2 separate regions of the Mus musculus genome follow, and region 2 is linked to region 1. A link is a contact called in public HiChIP or PLAC-seq data. All regions are on one chromosome and are shown on one strand. Each heading gives the region's core, a stretch centred on a gene start, on an enhancer-like site or on the middle of the called end of the contact. The rest is flanking DNA. Distances are from core to core; before and after follow the strand shown. Region 1 has its middle 120 kb from the start of Gm46853. Region 2 has its middle 49 kb from the start of Gm46853.

Region 1 (4,769 bases), core at 428-2,927:
TAGCCATTTAGGGTAGCTGGGCCATTTGACATCTTGGTTGTCAGTATGCTCCAGAGGCCTCAGAATAGGGTTCAGCAGACACAGTTGCACTGGATGGCAAGAGAGATAAGGCTTGAGGGAAGCAGGTTAGGACTGGCTGCACCCTAATCATCCTAGAATTTCTACCCCCATCACACTCCCCTAAGTGGGAATTTACAATATGTTTATTTAGTATTTTTTAAAAGATCAATTTGAAGAACTCCCCACATTTAGCTCGAAAGTTGTGGCTGTGAGATGGTGGCCCATGAGTGACATACTGTGCATGTTTTGAAATAATGTCAAAGCTACTTTGATTAGTGGCTAGAACAGCTTGCAAGGGTCAGATTGGCTTGTTAAATCCTGATGGCTACTTAGCAAAGGTCTGTGCTAAAAAATGGGAATATGGAGTAACTCTTACAACCTGAAGTAAGGCTGTCTTCTCTTCAGTCTGGCTTGGCTAGTGTGTCGACAGGCATCTGAAAGTGCCATATTCAAAACCTTCTTCTCTAAGCCACTCAGGTTTGATGTTGTTGATCATATAGTCACTGGCTAAGAGGCCAGAAGTGGGCCTCCCACGCCCTGGAGCTGGAGTTATAGGCAGTTGTGGACTTCCCAGCGTGGGTGTTTGGAACTGAACTCCAGTCCTCTGCAAGAGCCATGACCTTCTTAGTAGCTGAGCCATCTCTGGCCTCCTGAGATCGTACAACAGTTAGCTTCTCTGTGAGGAAGGGGCTGTCTGTTATTAATTGTTCAGTCTCTGGCTTGTGACTCTATGCGAAGCACAGCTGATAGGAAAGGGAGTAGCTGACCACAACCTCCTGAGATAGACAAGCTGGGGTCTACTCCCCTGCTTCCCTCTTGGCATCATCTTGTAGGCAGATTACTTACCTCAGCCATAGACACTGCCCTCCATAGAAGGCTGGCTGACGAACGGACATGGTGATTGGACAGAAAGCACAAGGATGAGGTCCTGTTATCAGCTCCTTAAATTCCACCTGACATCCAGTTTGTAAATGCTTGCTGACTTTTACGATCGCCTTAGAAACACACAGATTTCAGTGTTGGATTCTGGTTCCTGTTTGGATTTGATTTTATATAACTATGATAGTTGGGGGACACTTGTTACCCCTGACAATGATAGCTCACCGACATTTGTTAACCTACCTGATTATCCCAGGAACACATGAACTTCAATGCACTGGTTATGCCTTGTTTGTTTGTGATTTTGTTGTTGCTGTAAAAAGTTCCCACTCTGTAGTCAGGGCTGAACTAGAACTAACTCTCTGTCCTAGGCTGGCCTCTAAGTCACTGCAGTTCTCCTAATTCAGTCTCCCGTGTCCTGGAATTTCAGGATGAGCCACCATGCCTGCTAATGCTCCTAAAACACGTTAACTCCTTTATTCCGTTAAAGATTGGTGCTGTGGGCGGCTGTGGTGCAGGATTTTCCCCGTTTTCAGAGACTGACCTTTAACTGTTTCCAGAAAGCCCTGACTGAAGTGGGAAGCTCTCTGAAGTGGGGCAGGGAGAGGAGATCCTTCCCCTATTTTCAATAACAAATAAGACAGGTCACCCCACCGAGAAAGGAACAACCTCTCCTATCAGGTCTTTGCTGAAATTGAAGAAATGAAATGAGTACTGACGGACATGGATGATGTCACTCTGTCATCTGTCATGCCCAAATACCACTTCCTCTTGGTGATGGCATGTGGAGCCAGCACAGACAGACAGCTTCATCCCTCACTGGGAGACTGTCAGCTCTCAGCTGATCACTTGATGGGAGAGTGTCACACCTGGGGAAAATGGACACAGTATTATTTGATTTAAGAACATTGTCAGGAGTGTGTGTAATCTAGGAGGAAAGACAGAAAAATTGTTTAGTTGTTGAAAATCTATAAAATGGTGCATAATTAAGCTAGTGACAAGTCACCAAAGAGCCATGAGACTCTGAGAAGGGAGAAGACCTCTTAGGTAAAAAACATCAATACTTTAAAAAAAAAATCAGTATGCTCCACTGTGTTCACTGCAGTGTTGTTCATAATAGTTGATATGGAATCAGCCTATAGAATCATCTACCCATGGATGAGTGGGTAAAGGAAGTGTGGCATAGATACACAATAGAGTACTATACAGCCTTCAAAAAGAAGTAATCTTCTCACTTGCAGCACCATACACAAGCCTGGAGCCTATCATGTTTGGAGAAGTAAGCTGGGAACCGAATAACAAACACCACATGATCTTACACATGGAATCTAAAAAAAAAATGTTAATCTCACAGAAACAGAATAAAATGGTTATGACCTGAAGTTGAAATGAGGAGCCTGAGAAGGCACAGGTCAAATGTCGCACAGCGCAGACCGAGAGGAGCTAAAAGATCTGTGCATTTTGCTGACTACAACTGGTAGACTGTATCTTGAACAGTGGTAAGAGTGAGGGTGTTGTGTACCCACCACATAGAAAGGTAAGCTTGGGAGACGACATGCATAATGATTCCTTTTAGCCATTCCAAAAATGTGTAATATGACAAATGGTGTCATGTGCACCACAAATACACCCAGTTCTACCTGTCAGTTAAAGTCTATTGTAGCTATGTGTCATAACTAAGCTAGAGACTTTACACACACACACACACACACACACACACACACACACACACACACACACACACACATTCCTTCTGTTAAAAATGCAAATGAGAGCAAAACAACCTTTTATGGCTGGTTCAGCTGACTTTTGGGCAGTTTGAATATCTTACCTGTGTTCACCAGTAAGCCATAGTCAAGATGAAGATCAGACTTGAGGCCAAGTGGTTGCCAAAGGCTTACCGGTTTCTTCTTCCCTGGAGATGGTGGCAGGGGCCAACTTAGGATGGAATGTGATAGTTCTCAATAGATGACAGTAAGGGAGCAGAAAGAACAGAAGGCGCTGCGTCCTGAGGAAGGACGACGGTGTCCCACGAGATGCTTCCTGACTATGCTCATGACACACAGGACCAGCCAAATAATCTCAGAAGTGGTGAGGAAGGTTGCTGCCAGAGGCTGAGGCTAGGGAGCCACAGAGAAGGTGACCAGGGGACACAGAGCTTTGGTCAAGTAGGAGACATATGGTGGATTGTTCTTGTGTGTGTGTGCATGCGCACGTGTGTGTTGCCACAGCCTTCAATGCTCTCAAACTTGCTACGTAGCTGAGCATGCCTTTGAACCCTTGAGCCTCCTGCTTCACCTCCAGGTTGCTGGGATTAACATACGAGGCCACAGTGTCTGTCACACTTGATTTTGTTTTGAGCTCTATTGCCGGGTAGTGACTGTGGTGGCACTAAAGCGGACATTGCCATTCAATCTGAAGTGTTGCCTCCTTCACTTCTACACACACAAGTGTTTCAAAGGATGGATTGGCTGGAGTTAATCACCCCACAACCTATTTGTCACATTGTGCCCCATAACTATGCACAACAACAACTTGTCTGCCCTTGACAGGAACGCCATGATCCCAGAACTTTACTTTCCAGCCCATCTCATCCATAATGCTCACTATCTCCTGAAGACACCTGCGAGACAAACAGGCACTCTGCCTCTGAGACAGACCCGGGGCCAGTCATTAAAAAATGCACATGCTTAAGACAAGAATCGAAGATCACGCACAAGGGAGCTCAAATAACCTCTATGAAATGTGTGCACAAGTCACAGCTACTCTGCCTGAGGTGGCATAGCTGTGTTCTAAATCAAGGTCACTGTGTTTGGAAGGGGATCATGAGACTGGGGGGAATTTCTGACTGGGATTTCAAAGACCTGAGTCCAATCCCAACTCCAGTGCTTCCTGATGCTGTGACTAAGGGCAAGTCAATCAATTCTAACCTTTCTGTAAGGGTTTATCATATGTTCAAGTTTAGCTCCTACAGTTTTGACCATTAAGACAGACTCACTGAAGGGTTTTACTAAATTCACTGAAATATTTCTTACTATTTCATGTGTATGGGCATTTTGTCTACATGTATGTGTGTGTACTGCTGCATGTGCATGCCTATTGCCAGGAGAGGATATCGGATCTTCATGTCTGGAATTGCAGATGATTGTGAGGCACCATGTGGGATGTGGGAATTGAACTTGGGTCCTCTGGAAGAGCAGTCAATGCTTTTAACCAACCGAGCCATTCCCAGTTCATTTTGGTTTTCTAGAGAATGTCTCTTCTGACTTTGTCCCTCATCCTCTGGTCTTAGCTGATACAGAGTAAGCTTGCAGGGGAGGAGGTGAGAGGATGGAAGAAAGGAAAGGAAGAGAAAGGGAGAAGGGGAGGGGAGGGGGCAGGGGGAGCTGGGACTGTTGCATGTGTTTCAGGGCAGCACAAACATCTCTCGCTGGTGGTTAGATGGCCATGCCGTGGAACACCAGACTGGAAGCTCTCAAAGGCTTAGTTAGTCTGCAGATGGAGGTGACATTATGGGTTGTGATTTTTTTCTTTTTTCTTTTTTTTAGCCAGCTATAAACAGTGCTTAATTCTGGATGATTGGCCACCACTGGACAAAATTTTAAAAAGCTGTGTGCTCCAGCCCAATGGAGAAAACAAATGATGGAGAATGAGCCTAATGCGAGCATTCAGGTTACTTAGTGGCCACTTGAAGCCCTTCCCTTCTGTGTTCATAATAAACGAATTGCAAATAAATAAACCAAGTGGCTTCTTCCCGGCTCCTAGGAATCCCTTTTACAGTGGAAAAGCCTCCAGTTCAAATCCCACCTCTGACACTTGCTCCCTGTGTC
Region 2 (4,541 bases), core at 1,158-3,657, 66 kb before region 1:
CCACACCACTCTGTTGTTCATGACTTCAGTGAGCTGGTTTTCAGGCTTTAGGCCCTTCCAGGGACTCATAAGCAAGGAATTTGGTCTCTTGTCACTTTTCCCACTAAAAATTACAGCTTACCACAACACTTGCCACATCGCTTTCGAGTAACCCAGACAGGACTCACTGTCTAATTTCCTTGTTTTATCCAGTCCCTCCTGAGTGATTTATTACCGTATGAACCAATTTTTATGTCAGTCTAGGTCACTGATATTTGACAACCTCGTATCTTATCAAGATTGTGTCCTACCAGGAGACACACCAGTCCCAAGATCCCTGCTGAATTAACTCATTCCTTAAAGATTGTGAATACAATCTTTTCTAGTCCCACACACTGGGCATCAAATACCACCCCTCATATGTGCCTAAGTAATATCTGTTAGTCTTCCCTAGTGCTGGAATTAAAGGCAGGTGCCACCACACCCAGCTTAATTTTTCTTCTTATGGCTTCAGATTATGTTGCCGTTTTCCCAAGGAGGGATTACTGAACATTAGTCAGTTTCTCTTCTTACACAGTTCATAAAAGGACCCCCTCCTTTTTTCCCATGTCCTACAGACTCCAGAGTGAGAGGGTCTTTTTTGTTTCTTATTTAAAACTCATGTAGCTCAGAGGCAAAATTTCCATACTTAAAATATTTTCCTGTGTTGGGTCATTATTGAGGTCCCAGTCTACATGCTGAATCATGGATTTCCTTTTTCCTATATATTAAAAGTTGAGCCCGGGGTGTCCACCACTTCCACTTCTCTCTCTCTCTCTCTCTCTCTCTCTCTCTCTCTCTCTCTCTCTCTCTCTCTCTCTCTCTCTCTCTCTGCTAATTCTCACCAGGGATGCCAGGCTTTTGGATGTTAGAAGGTCTCTCTAACACAGATCAGATTTGTACTCTCTTTGCATTGTGCCCCACCTGCTGTAAGGAAAGACAAGCCAATACCCATGACTCATGTCCTTTACTCCAGTTTACTTGCTAATTTGGAGGCTAACGTAGAGGGTATCGTATGTTATCCCCCTAACATCCATCTAATTTCTCCTTTACATGAGCAAGTTTGCTCTGGGCATACCACGGCCTTAGCCAGATGTATCTTCATCCATAAGAGGGGCCGTGTAGTGTAACTGTCACTGTGCACTGCTTTTGATTGGAGCTTTGCCAGAGGCATGAGTGAGCTATGACTTACAGGGGACTGGATCTGTATTGCTGGAAAGCCCCATTTCTAAAGAACTTGCAAGCACCTACCCTATCAGGCATCTGCTCCAGCAATTATTCACACCTTGCAGAACCCAAGGGAGCCTCGTGAATAAGTCTTGTCATCCTGCTGAGCCGTGTGTGTGTGTGTGTGTGTGTGTGTGTGTGTGTGTGTCTGTGTCTGTGTGTCTCTGTGTGTGTGTGTGTGTGTGTGTGTGTGTGTCTGTGTGTGCCTGTATGTGTTTCTCTGTGTGTGTGTTTCTGTGTGTGTGTGTGTGTGTGTGTGTGTGTCTGTGTCTGTGTCTGTGTGTCTCTCTGTGTGTGTGTGTGTGTGTGTGTGTGTGTGTGTCTGTGTGTGTGTGTGTCTGTGTGTGCCTGTATGTGTTTCTCTGTGTGTGTGTTTCTGTGTGTGTGTGTGTGTGTGTGTGTGTGTGTGTGTGTGTGTCTGTGTGTCTGTGTCTGTGTCTGTGTGTCTCTGTGTGTGTGTGTTTCGGTGTGTGTGTCTGTGTGTGCCTGTATGTGTTTCTCTGTGTGTGTGTTTCTGTGTGTGTGTGTGTGTGTGTGTGTGTGTGTGTGTGTGTGTGTGCCTCTCTCTCCCTCAGGGAAGCTTTAACTGGGAAGAAACAGCTCCACAAAATTGAAACTCTGCTGCCGCTTGTCAATTTCTGCTATGTTTACCTGTTTATCTTGGATGGGCATAAGATTGTCTGAACAGACACGAAACATATATAAAGTATCATACTTTGGATCACTCTTTAAATGAAAATGCAGAAGTAATTTTAAGCTTAAGTTTAACTTTATCTTGATAAATGGTGTATTTGAGGTGACGATTAGAAGAACAGCTTAGCCTTCCACTCACAGTTCTAATTATATGTTATATATCGTGTATTACTGTTACGGCTGTGTCTCAATTTGCCTCTCTTGCAGCCCATGCCAAGATCCTTTGACATCTACTAACAGATCATTCATACTTCAGAAAATTTAGAATAGATAAAAGAGTACCAATGAATTATAAAATGGAAAAAAAATGAGGAACCACATAATAAGCTAAAGAGTTTTCTTCTAAGAAATGGTAAAGATTTTAAAAATTTTCAAAGTGTATTTGAGGAAATGAAAATCAGATATGAGATTATTAAAATAATCATTGACGCATGTCATGTAAAGTTTTAAAACATCTGTATAACATAAGAAACTTTCTAGAAAAAGAAACATCAACAAAATTATCTGGAACAGAGAAGAGGAAACCAAACCTTCATGACCCAAACAATAAAAACTGACAGCTCTCTCCTGACAGGCCTGAAGCTGAGAGACCTGCAGATAGTCATTTAGCTAATGATTAATTTCTATGTATAAACTGCTCCATAATAAATGGTGGTATACTTCTCAGTTTCATAGACTAACATAGCAATAACAGTTGCCATGGGGGTAGATTAGAAAAATCTTAGGAATATTATACTGGATAACAACTATTTTTATTTAAAAATTTAAAGGAAGTTTTAAAATATAACTGTTGGCAACAGGCAGATGGCTGTTTTGTTTGCTTACATCAAGTTAAGCATTGGGTTTCTTGAAATGTAGAATAAAGTGGAACACATGGTAGGTTGGTGGAGGAATCAGACTTGATCTTTGTAACTTAAAAAAATAATCCATTTTTGACATAATGAACTTGTGTTTCGAGATCATGTACAACTTTATATGCATATAAGCATGTGAGCATTTTGTATGTCTCTATATGTATACAAGCAGTGTGTGTGTGTGTGTGTGTGTGTGTGTGTGTGTGTGTGGTCACCTTAACAGTCAAGAAGCACTGTTTAAAGCAAACACATGCCTCAAACAGCATCCATAAATGAAACCTGGAGATGCTGAACCCACAGTGGGAGGAAGCTTTCTTTACACAAACGCCATTCTCCACCAAGTGTCAGCCTCATTCTCTTCTCAGGCCAGCTTTTCATGTGGGTCCAACCTTGCCTCAGCCACCCACCTTAGCAACAGTTGTGATATTTTTCATGTTGCCCCATAGTGTCCTTAAGTGGTGGCTGCTTTATTCATTTTTTTTTATCCGTGGTAATTTTATTATCTATTATATTACATTGTTGGATTCAAGATGGAAGCTGAGAAAACTCACTTCAGATACGGAAGCTTAAAAATGAAAGTTTTATTTTCTGAGCACTCCGGGAGGCAGCCAGTTCAGGATCTGGCCTTCAAGGGAAACTGTACAACATTTTTATAGGACAAAACACAAAGCACATGTGGGGCAAGTGGACCGAGCCACCAGACAGAAGAACTAGTAAGGTTGAGTGAGTCCAAACTCAGTGTAACTTAGAATTGAGAACAATATGAGTGGGGCCAACTCCCTGCCTAACTAACTCTGCCTTCTCTAGAACAGTAACCTTGACACCCCACCAAGAGAACCAGGACAATCAGTCACGGTAAGGAAAACCCCTGAAGTCCTTCCCCATGCAAACAGAGCATCACTAGCATCTCAGACTGAGCCAATGGGAAACATCTTCCCCTGAATCCCATCCTCAATCCAAATTTCTCAGTGTCTATAAAGTCCTTATCCACATGGAATAAAGTGCACAGGTTATTTCACTGGGCGTCATCTGAGAATGGCTGTTTTATGGAACTGTAACACGTTGCGGAAGAGTTTTCTTTCCTGAATCACTCATCACTGGACCTTGGACCCGCCTGCCAGCTGCCGTCACTATCCATGCTGCTGGCACTGGCGCTGCCAAGATAGCAGGCAAGACCTGGGACCGGGCTACCTACCCTGCAATGGGTTTCCCTTCTGAGAGCTGTGATACTTTGGCCATTTCTGGCAAGACCCGAGACCCACGGTACGTATTTGCCCGGATTCTCAGAGGACGGCAGTGGGTATGATGTTGCATTGACCAATCATATTTTGACACAGGGGGTTAAGCAAGGAACTTAACGCTTCCTTCTTTACACCCTTTATTGGTTAACAGACAAACATCAAACATCTTGAAGAAGCAGGATAGGAGTTGGGTTCTGAAGCCTTGGTACTTGGATTCAGTTTTGATCCTACCGGCAAGGTGGCACTCATTCCTGAGATGGCTAAACTCAGGAAACTACCTCCTAACAACATATTCCAAATAATATATCATGTATATAATTTGGGGATTTTCCTTTAGAATACGTATCTCACATTATGAACATAAAATTAGGTAGAAAAGTTGACTGAGGTTCTGGAAGAATCCCTGAAGCAGAAGGGGTCCTGAAGAGTCAACCTCATTACCTTCCCTAAGACTCAGCCGCTGCTCTCAACCACGTCAGGAGATCTCCAGCCTCTTTGAGGTTTCTTA

What was found. HiChIP or PLAC-seq counts read pairs in DNA pulled down with a chosen protein or histone mark.
Region 2: an H3K27ac HiChIP or PLAC-seq map of bone marrow-derived dendritic cells shows a contact between it and region 1, with 2.0 times the contacts expected there. The contact joins two enhancer-like sites. A contact is called at or near these places in 2 of 484 Hi-C or Micro-C datasets (conventional dendritic cells and nephron progenitors) and 1 of 115 datasets of contacts at active chromatin or transcription factors (bone marrow-derived dendritic cells).

The regions. Positions count from the first base shown.
Region 1 is chr4:47,835,544-47,840,312 of GRCm38.p6, reverse strand. No RefSeq gene overlaps it. Among named protein-coding and RNA genes, the nearest start is that of Gm46853, 120 kb to the left of the region's middle. Within about 2 kb of position 1,677, at least 12 of the 459 cell types and tissues checked have an H3K27ac peak or open chromatin away from gene starts, as enhancers often do. A contact at or near this core is called in bone marrow-derived dendritic cells, where this site is marked.
Region 2 is chr4:47,902,302-47,906,842 of GRCm38.p6, reverse strand. No RefSeq gene overlaps it. Among named protein-coding and RNA genes, the nearest start is that of Gm46853, 49 kb to the left of the region's middle. Within about 2 kb of position 2,407, at least 8 of the 459 cell types and tissues checked have an H3K27ac peak or open chromatin away from gene starts, as enhancers often do. A contact at or near this core is called in bone marrow-derived dendritic cells, where this site is marked.